Regions from separate parts of the Zea mays genome. Here region 1 is linked to region 2. Evidence: chromatin contacts called from public Hi-C data. All regions are on one chromosome and are shown on one strand. The core of a region is the stretch at or near the end of the contact, and the rest is flanking DNA. Distances in the headings are between cores, read along the strand shown. Region 1 holds the start of LOC100286061. Region 2 holds the start of LOC100283354.

Evidence for each region. Hi-C and Micro-C count contacts between places; a contact is called where the count stands out from the background.
Region 1: a Hi-C map of bundle sheath shows a contact between it and region 2, with 2.2 times the contacts expected there. The contact joins the promoter of LOC100286061 here to the promoter of LOC100283354 in region 2. A contact is called at or near these places in 2 of 25 Hi-C or Micro-C datasets (bundle sheath and ear).

The regions. Positions count from the first base shown.
Region 1 is chr1:230,312,085-230,316,186 of Zm-B73-REFERENCE-NAM-5.0, forward strand. It overlaps LOC100286061, which reads left to right and starts at 1,459. Exons shown (of 1, transcript NM_001368188.1): 1 at 1,459-2,407. The coding sequence starts at 1,529. The coding sequence ends at 2,188. LOC100276271 reads right to left here. Exons shown (of 6, transcript NM_001150101.1): 5 at 3,485-3,551; 6 at 3,016-3,231. The coding sequence ends at 3,152. It also overlaps the pseudogene LOC103643383.
Region 2 is chr1:229,769,578-229,773,679 of Zm-B73-REFERENCE-NAM-5.0, forward strand. LOC100283354 reads right to left here and starts at 1,441. Exons shown (of 14, transcript NM_001366962.1): 1 at 1,090-1,441. The coding sequence starts at 1,302.

The sequences.
Region 1 (4,102 bases), core at 209-2,708, 540 kb after region 2:
GCAAAACACCGGGCCGTCTCTATCCATCAGGTTCTCTCCGAGGGGATTACTAGGCACCTTGCCCCGCGCCTGAGCTCGGCTGCAAGGCAGGATCTGGAGCTCCTTCAAGCTGCTCTCCGTAATAGCAATCCCACATTCCCACGGACCTTCCGGACCAACGCCTGAGCCCTCTCATTGATGAAATTGCCTCTTGGTGTGATTCCTTTTCTATTTTCATGTAGCCATCTGTGCGATGTGTCTCTGGCAGCTAAGCTTATGTCCCTCCCCCTTGTAAAACTGGAACATGTGCCCTTATAATAATCAAGTTCTAATCAGGCCGGGGGACCTTTCGTCCCCCGTTGGCTTTGTCAAAAAAAAAAGGTGTAGGTCCATGGAGTTCACCACATGCATAAATACGTGTGTATCACACCGTGCATGAATACTAGTGAAAGGAAATATCTTCTAGCTTCTCCCGTCTCCATGTCCACTAGGTGGAAATATCTTCTAGCTTCTCCCGTCTCCATGTCCACTAAGTTGCCTTTAGTGAATAGTATAAAATAGAGGACGCTACATTGTAAATGACATTGTTTATCAAGTGAAGTTTAAAATTAAGAGATAAGATAGAAGAACCGCCGGAGACTAGATACCGATTTCGCCCGTCAAACAATTAGGGATGGTAATAGATTACAATCTAAATGTTTCTTCATAATTTATTAGGGTCTTTAATTAATTTTAGCTAAAAATTAATATAAATAGAGTCGAATCCTAATATGATTCAATCATTAAATTTTATAGCGTATAATTTAGAGTTTACGCTACCCTACAGACGATACAGCCCAATCAAGATTCGCGCTGCAGAGAGAGAAGAGGGAAACCAGTGGCTGAGAAAGCCCGCGCAGCACTGCGGCCACATGGGCTTGCGGGCCAGCCTTTCCCGGACCGATGGCGATCTGAAACAGAAACGCCCAGCGCTATTGATTCGGTCCCCCGTGCCCTGAGGCTGAAGCTGAAAGCAACGTCACGTCATCGCACCTGACGATGTCCCCACCAACCTTGGCACGTCCCAGTGCGGCACCGTCAATGTATTCTCGTAGCGGACTAGCTAGCCGCCCCAGCCGTGTTCCCGGGCCGGGATGGGCAGCAGAACCCCGCACGTCGCCGTCGCCGTCGCCGTCGCCGTACGTCTCGCGATCGCTTGAAGACGGCTAGCTAGACGCCACGCAAGATCTCCGCCAAACTCACGTTGCATTGGCTCGACCTGTTCGTACGTATGCGCATGCAGCGGCGTCGATCGGCAAATCAAAGGCAAGCAGCCGAGCACCCTCGATCTCTTATGGTCCTCCTGGGCACGCTCTCCTGGCCAGACAGACACGACGTGCCGGTTAGGCCAGTCATACGCGTACAGGCCGCGCGCGCCCTTATCCTCCATTAATTCGTCCTGCCCCCTATATAACTCGATGCTAGACAGAAGATCGAGGCAGCACTAGCAGTAATAAGAAACACGTCGAAGTCGTCGTAGTTTTACGTGCTCCCGTCCGTCCCGTGCGCCATGTCACGCAGCAACGCCTTGATGTGGTTGTTGCTTCTCGCGCTCTCGTGCTGGTCGTGGTGCGGCGCCGTCACGGCGCGGCCGACCCCGAGCGCCAGCACCAGCACCAGCACAGCCGGCGGCGGCTTCATCAGGTCGTGGTGCGCGGGGACGGACTACCCGGCCCTGTGCAACGCGACGCTGGCCCCGTACGCGGCGGAGGTCGGGGCCAGCCCGGCGCGCCTGTCGCTGGCGGCGCTGACGGTCACGCTGGACGGCGCGCGGAGGGCGACGGCCGCGATGAAGGCAATGGCGGCGGGCGGCGCGAGCAGCCACCACCTCGTGCCCGTGGCGGCCGAGGCGGCGGCAGACTGCGTGGGCATGCTCGAGGACGCCGTGGACCTGCTGCGGCAGTCGGTGGAGGCAATGGAGCGCCTCGGCAAGGAGCCGGCCAGCGCCAGTGCCAGCGCCAGCGGGCAGGCCGGGCGGAGCGTCAGGTTCCAGGTGAACAGCGTGCAGACGTGGGCGAGCGCCGCGCTGACGAACGACGGCATGTGCATGGAGGGGTTCAAGGGCCAGCCCGCCGTCGTGAGGGAGGCCGTGCGGAGGAACGTCGCCGGCGCCATGCACCTCACGGCCATCGCGCTCGCCATCATCAACGCCATGGCCAAGCAAATGTAGTAGGGTTTACGGCATGGTGTTACGCACGTACGTGTATAGCAGTGTGTGTTGTGGATGCCTTGTGCTTGTGCATATATGTTACGTCTCTCTGTGTGCTGTTCTTGTGTGATGAAATGATCACATCTGATCCTGATTTGTTTAGAGCTGTAACGGAATAATCATGGATGTCTGCTCACCAGTGTCAGGATACTGCAATGGAAGAATCATGATTCGTTGTCATGAATGCGCTGGACTAATTGGCAACTAGTGGTACTCGATCAGATCCGTTTCTACCACCAGTCAGTCAGATCAACAGGAATACATTCTGCTCTGCTGTCAGTAAATTGGTGATGAAAGATGTCCATTTTACTGGCTCGAGACCTACAACTACTACACAATGACATCGAGTAGACTTCACACACACCGATGATTATCCAACGGCAAAGCGCTCGTCAGTACCAGCAGTGTCCGGAGATCCAGATTTTAGAAATAGGATCCAAAAGGCATGAACACAGGAAACGCTGAGTAGCTACAGATCATATTCAGAGTCTTATTTCCAAAACAGACATGGCAATCAAAGATACCGACAGAATTATTGGCATTCTTTTGTGGTTATCTTGGGCTTTCAGCAAGATGCAATCGCGCCGAAGAGGTCCCCCGAGTTGAATTCAGGACATGAAAGAAATAGCCTGAGTAGCAACTTCCAGCGCAGCAGAAACATGGACACAAACATGAAGACGGAATTAAAAACACATATGCTCCGTTAGCCTTTAGCTTGCAAAGCTCGCCAACGACTACGAATTTTCCAGATCCAGAAAAGGGAAGAAGTAAAACAAAAACAAAAGAGGAAACAAGTAAACCACGATTTCCTGACAGTTGTACACCAGTAGCATCTTCGGTACAAGACTATCGCACTTGGCCAATATTTTTAACTCGAAGTTTGTATCCCTTACTACTTGAAACAAAGCTAAAATGTCATAGCATTCATGAAGCTCTCTTGGGAGGAGACATATTCTGCAGGAGTCTGGTAGTTGTAGCTATAACCACCATTTGCAGCAGGATACCTAACATGGTGAAGGAAGGCAGACCACAAAAGTTAGCAGCAAATACTTAGACTGTAACTTCAAATAGATATATAGCTAGGGGTAGCAATGGATCACGATCCAAATATTTCTTCACAATTTGTTTGAGCCCTTATATAATCTTAGTTAAAAAAATAAATAGAAATAAAGCCCAATCTTAATCAGATCTGATCCTTAGGTTTTATAGTATAAAATTTAGAGCTCATTATCTCCCATAGATATAGATATAACTTACCAAGAGCAACACGAACCGCATCAAGCATTTCGTAGCTTGTGATGGCCTCTGTGTTTTGCTTCATAACCTAGGCAACAACCAAATGCAAATAGCTGATGATATTCATACTCCAAAAAAGCTTGCTGTGATTATTACTTCATAGAGCAAAAAACCAATTCATAGAGGAAAGGAAGCAAAAGAAAACGAAATTGTAGCCTCAAATTGACCAAGACCTAAGATTAATTCAAGTTTATCTAACACTAGATACTGTCACAAACATGTTGGGTTCTTCCAGGATGAAATCTGCCTGAGTTATTGCTGGTGGAATTATCTGTACTAACTATTAAGGGGGCAGTGTAGACTGCCCCCGCTCCCTATCCGCACGCGCCAAATCCCGCCCCGCAACGGCCTCCCGCACTGCACGCCCCGCCGTCCGCCGCACGCCCGCGCGCCGCAGCCGCCGTGAAACCCCCGCTCCCGCACGCCCGCGCCGCGAAACCCCCGCTCCCGCAACGCCCGCGCCAGCGAAACCCCCGCTCGCGCAACGGCCTCACGCACCGCACGCCCCGCCGTTCTTAGATCGATTGCTCGCCAGGCTGTTGGCGAGGAGTCGTCAACCCTCACGGCAGCCATGTCTGT
Region 2 (4,102 bases), core at 191-2,690:
TTATTAATGATCTAATTTTTGAAAATTACAAATAGACTTCTTTAATGCAGGCTACTTTTAGGGGGGGACATATTGGTTGCAGTTCGGGGCACTGCTGCAGCGTGATAATGAAACAAAGGAGTCTTTTGGGTTAACAAGCATAAAACTAGAGACCACTGCATTGGAGTTGTTTGTTCCTATGGATGAAAATTTAATAATAAACTGTCGTGCATAATTTTTGTATTTCTTGTTTCGCTGACTTATCTTCAACAATGTCGTTGAAACTAGGTAATAATGTAAACATTGTGTGTGAAGACGCATTGCGGGAAGTCTCTTCCATTTTCTAAAAAAATCAAAAGGGAAGGACAGACAGACCCAGTTTGCAAATTATGTGACTGCAGACAAGAAACTCATCTGCACATGATAGCTAAATGCAGCTATGCCAAAAGGCTATGGCGGCAGGTGGGACTTTCACATAATGAGCAAGGTCTGTCAACTAACACGATAAACATCAGGGAGTGGTGGATGCAGATTTTACCAAAACGCAGGGGCAAGGGGATGAGGTGCAGCGAGCAAGTCCAATAACCTACAGTGCTTGGAATTTGTGGAAGGAGAGATGCTGGCGAATCTTTGATAATAGGTGCACACCACAGCAATAACTTCTGCAAGGCATCGTTAATGATGTACAGATGAAAGGCCTAGCACACGAGGATAATCCGTAGTACTTCACTAGTTTCCCAGTTTTTTCATTATTTGCTGTTTTCATTACCCTGTAAATATTCAGACTTTGCTTTGTACTGGATGAAAAGGCAGAGCACCTGCCAGTTCTGTTGAAAAAGAAGTCATCCAGGCAAGATTCACGAAAACTAGGAAGGTTTTTGGCATCTTCTATTTACAGAGAAAATAAATAGAGTAATGCCTGTACACCGTGACGTGCCAACAGCAAATCTCTAGGTTCATTAATTCGGAACGTTCTCGTACCACAGCTTGTACGTGCTCTACTACCTAGAGTCACAGGCAGGGGACCCAAGCAGTTCCAACGAACGGCAGAACGAGCCTCAAGTCGACATAAATCCGGAGAGAAACACGTCGATTTATTACAGTAGATACCGTCGGGTTGAAGTGATCCAGGGTTTGGTTCATCCAGTGCTCCTCCCGAGTCAGGTAACGGTCCGCGCCGCCGAGGAAGCCCCCTCCTCCGGCGGTCGGCGGCGGGAGCCAGAGACTGACGGCCTCGCCGCCTCGCGCGAGCATGAGGAGGATGGCGGCCGCGGTGACGAGGTGCACGGCGGCGGTGGCGATGCGGGCGGACGCGGACCCCATCGCCGGCTGCTTGATGCGGACCGGTAGTGGGATCGATGGGAGTGGTGAAATGGAGATCCTTTGGAGCTCAACAGGGCAAGAGCAAGCAAAGCAACTGCCAAAGGCGGCGCCGGGCGAAACCGTACACGGAAATTTTTTTTCTTCCCTTTGTGGGGGAGGGAAGAAGAAGCGTGCGCGGTTCTTTTTTTTTTCCTTTTCCAAGTCCAAGAGAGGTGCGGGTTTCTTTTTTGTTTTGCGAGTGCAAGTGTACACCTACTTCGTTCTTTTCTTTCCTTTTATTTTGAGTCAATTTTGTGCTCCCTATTCAGAAAACAATATAATTTTTAGTATAGTATCAAGTTATATTATTCTGAGTTTATCTAACTACATAATGTATACAAAACAAATATTTATGATATATATTATTATATTAGTCAAATGCGATTTTTATATATAATATAGATAGATATTGATTAAATGAGATATTTATATAAACATAATTACACTTTTTATTTTCCAAATATTAGTATATGTATATTTAAAATAAGCAAACATATATTTTGGTGGAAAGCGTTGACTCCCCAATCTTCCATCATTTTTGCCGCGATTTCCTGCACAGCGCGCTGTGCGCGGAGTAACGCAGGAATGAATTATTCCCGTAATATTTTTTTGCAATTTATTATATATTTAGAAACTTTAATAAATGATGTCTTAGTACTTGTTTGGACCGAGGTGAGATAGAAGAACATCTCTAACAACTTCTAAAAATATTTCTCACAATACATAGATATTGAGATATTCCTAACACTTTACATCCTAAAAAATTACTACTACTCCAACAACTCCCAAAAAAATCCATACACTCCATCTTCACAATCTGCTAAAGTAACAGGAACTATATCGCTAAATAAGGATGTAAATGGTCGGTAAAATTCGGTAAATTTTTGGTACGTTTACCGATTTTTTCCACCGTTTTCAGATTTTTCAGGATATACGGAAAACGGGTCGGAAACGAGATATATTGTTACGAAAACGGTACGTTAAACAGTGAGACATAATTACCGTCCGTTTTCGGATTTCTCAGAAAAAACCGATATTTCCCGTTTTTTACTGTATTTTTTAGATCCACAAAACAAGTGATCCAGACGACATGCCACATAATTTCTAGTTTATGTATCGTGTGTTTAAGACTTATATACTATGTGATTAAAACTTTAGTGGACATGTATGATCATTTATGTGTGGTCATGACCATGTATTGTGTATTTGTGTGGTTGAGACCTATATGTGGATGTGAATGAACAATCGTGTTTTAAGACTTGTGTTGTGTGTTAAAATTTAAGAGTGGGCATGTATGAGTGTATGACCAATTATATGTGGACAGTATTGTGTTTTGTGTACTTTTGTGAATGAGACTTGTATGTGGATGTGAATGAACAATTGTGTGGTTAGGATTTGTTTATTGTGAGATTTTCCAATTACAGTTACATTTTTCCGATCAATTTCGAGCTATTTTGCTCGGATTTATCCGTTTTCGATATACTGAAATTTATCGGCCGTTATCCGTTTCCGACTTTCCCGTTTACCGATTCGGACCGAACAAAAAAGTATATGGGTGAAATCGGTGAGAAGTTTTTTCTGACTTATAGACCGTTTCACCCTTATTGCTAAATGACTTGCCCCAAAACATGTTGATATTTACGGTCAGACCATATATGGCTTCAATTCTTTTGGACCAGCAGCCTACAAAATGCACATATTATAAAACAAATTTCATTAGTAATATTGGGCTGCACATTCGAAAGGCTATTCACTTGGGCTTTGGCTCTTCCCTTGTAGTGCGGAGAGCCAGGAGACATTCATTGATTGAGTGAGATTAATGGGGCCGCATTTTATGGCATCAGGCCGTCATGGGCTATAGGATTTCGTCGGTCTTCACTTTGTACTATCAGTTTGATGGGCTCTAGGACAGGAAGTAATAACGAAGAAAAAGAAGAAGAAACGCCAACGCTTCCAACAAAGTCACGGATGGGGATATCAGGCATTTTGCGCGGCGCACTCGAAACAGCGAGGCGGAGCATCAGGCATCATCAGCACGGCGCTAAACGCTTGCGGTCAAAATTTTGAAAAGGCGCCGGGCCGGGGCGAGGCGATCGAGCCGGGCCCGGGCGCTGCCAAGCCGCGTACGTGCGCGCAGGCCCGCGCCGCAGCAGAAGGGAACAAAGCAACACACCAAGGAGGGGGAGGGGGGGCCGCGCGGCGCGGCGCGCCGGTAGAGGGACCAGCAGACCGGCCGGCGCGGACCCAGCAGGCGAGCGAGTAGCAGCAGGAGGTGACCGGTGTTTCGGTTGGTAGCTGCGTGGCCGTGCGCGCGGCGTGTGTGATACGGATCTGAAATCCCCGCCTCCCCGGGCCTCATGCTCGTCGGCCACCGCCGTCGTCTGGGCGCGCGCGCACACGCAGCAGAAAAGACGCCGAGGGGAGCCGGTGGCCGGGGCCTTGTCGCCCGGCTGGTAGCTCCGCTCGAGACACGGCAGAGACGGTTGTAGCAGGTTGTACCGGTCGGAGGAGTGGTTAGGTGCCCGGCTTGTTCGACGGTCAGAGCGTGAGCCAGGCATCGACGAGAGAGGGTTGTGTGCTGAATGAGCCTATCTAGTTGTGGTCATGTTCCACAGCGCAGACAACACAACTACTCGTGCGCAAGAGAAAGGTGCAGCAATAACGAAGGAATAATCGCGCTCTGTGGGACTGTGCCGCTGCCCTCGAACGCCGGTAGAAGCAGTGCGTGGAATCTCTACAGTTCTGGCGTAGCAGTAGCTAG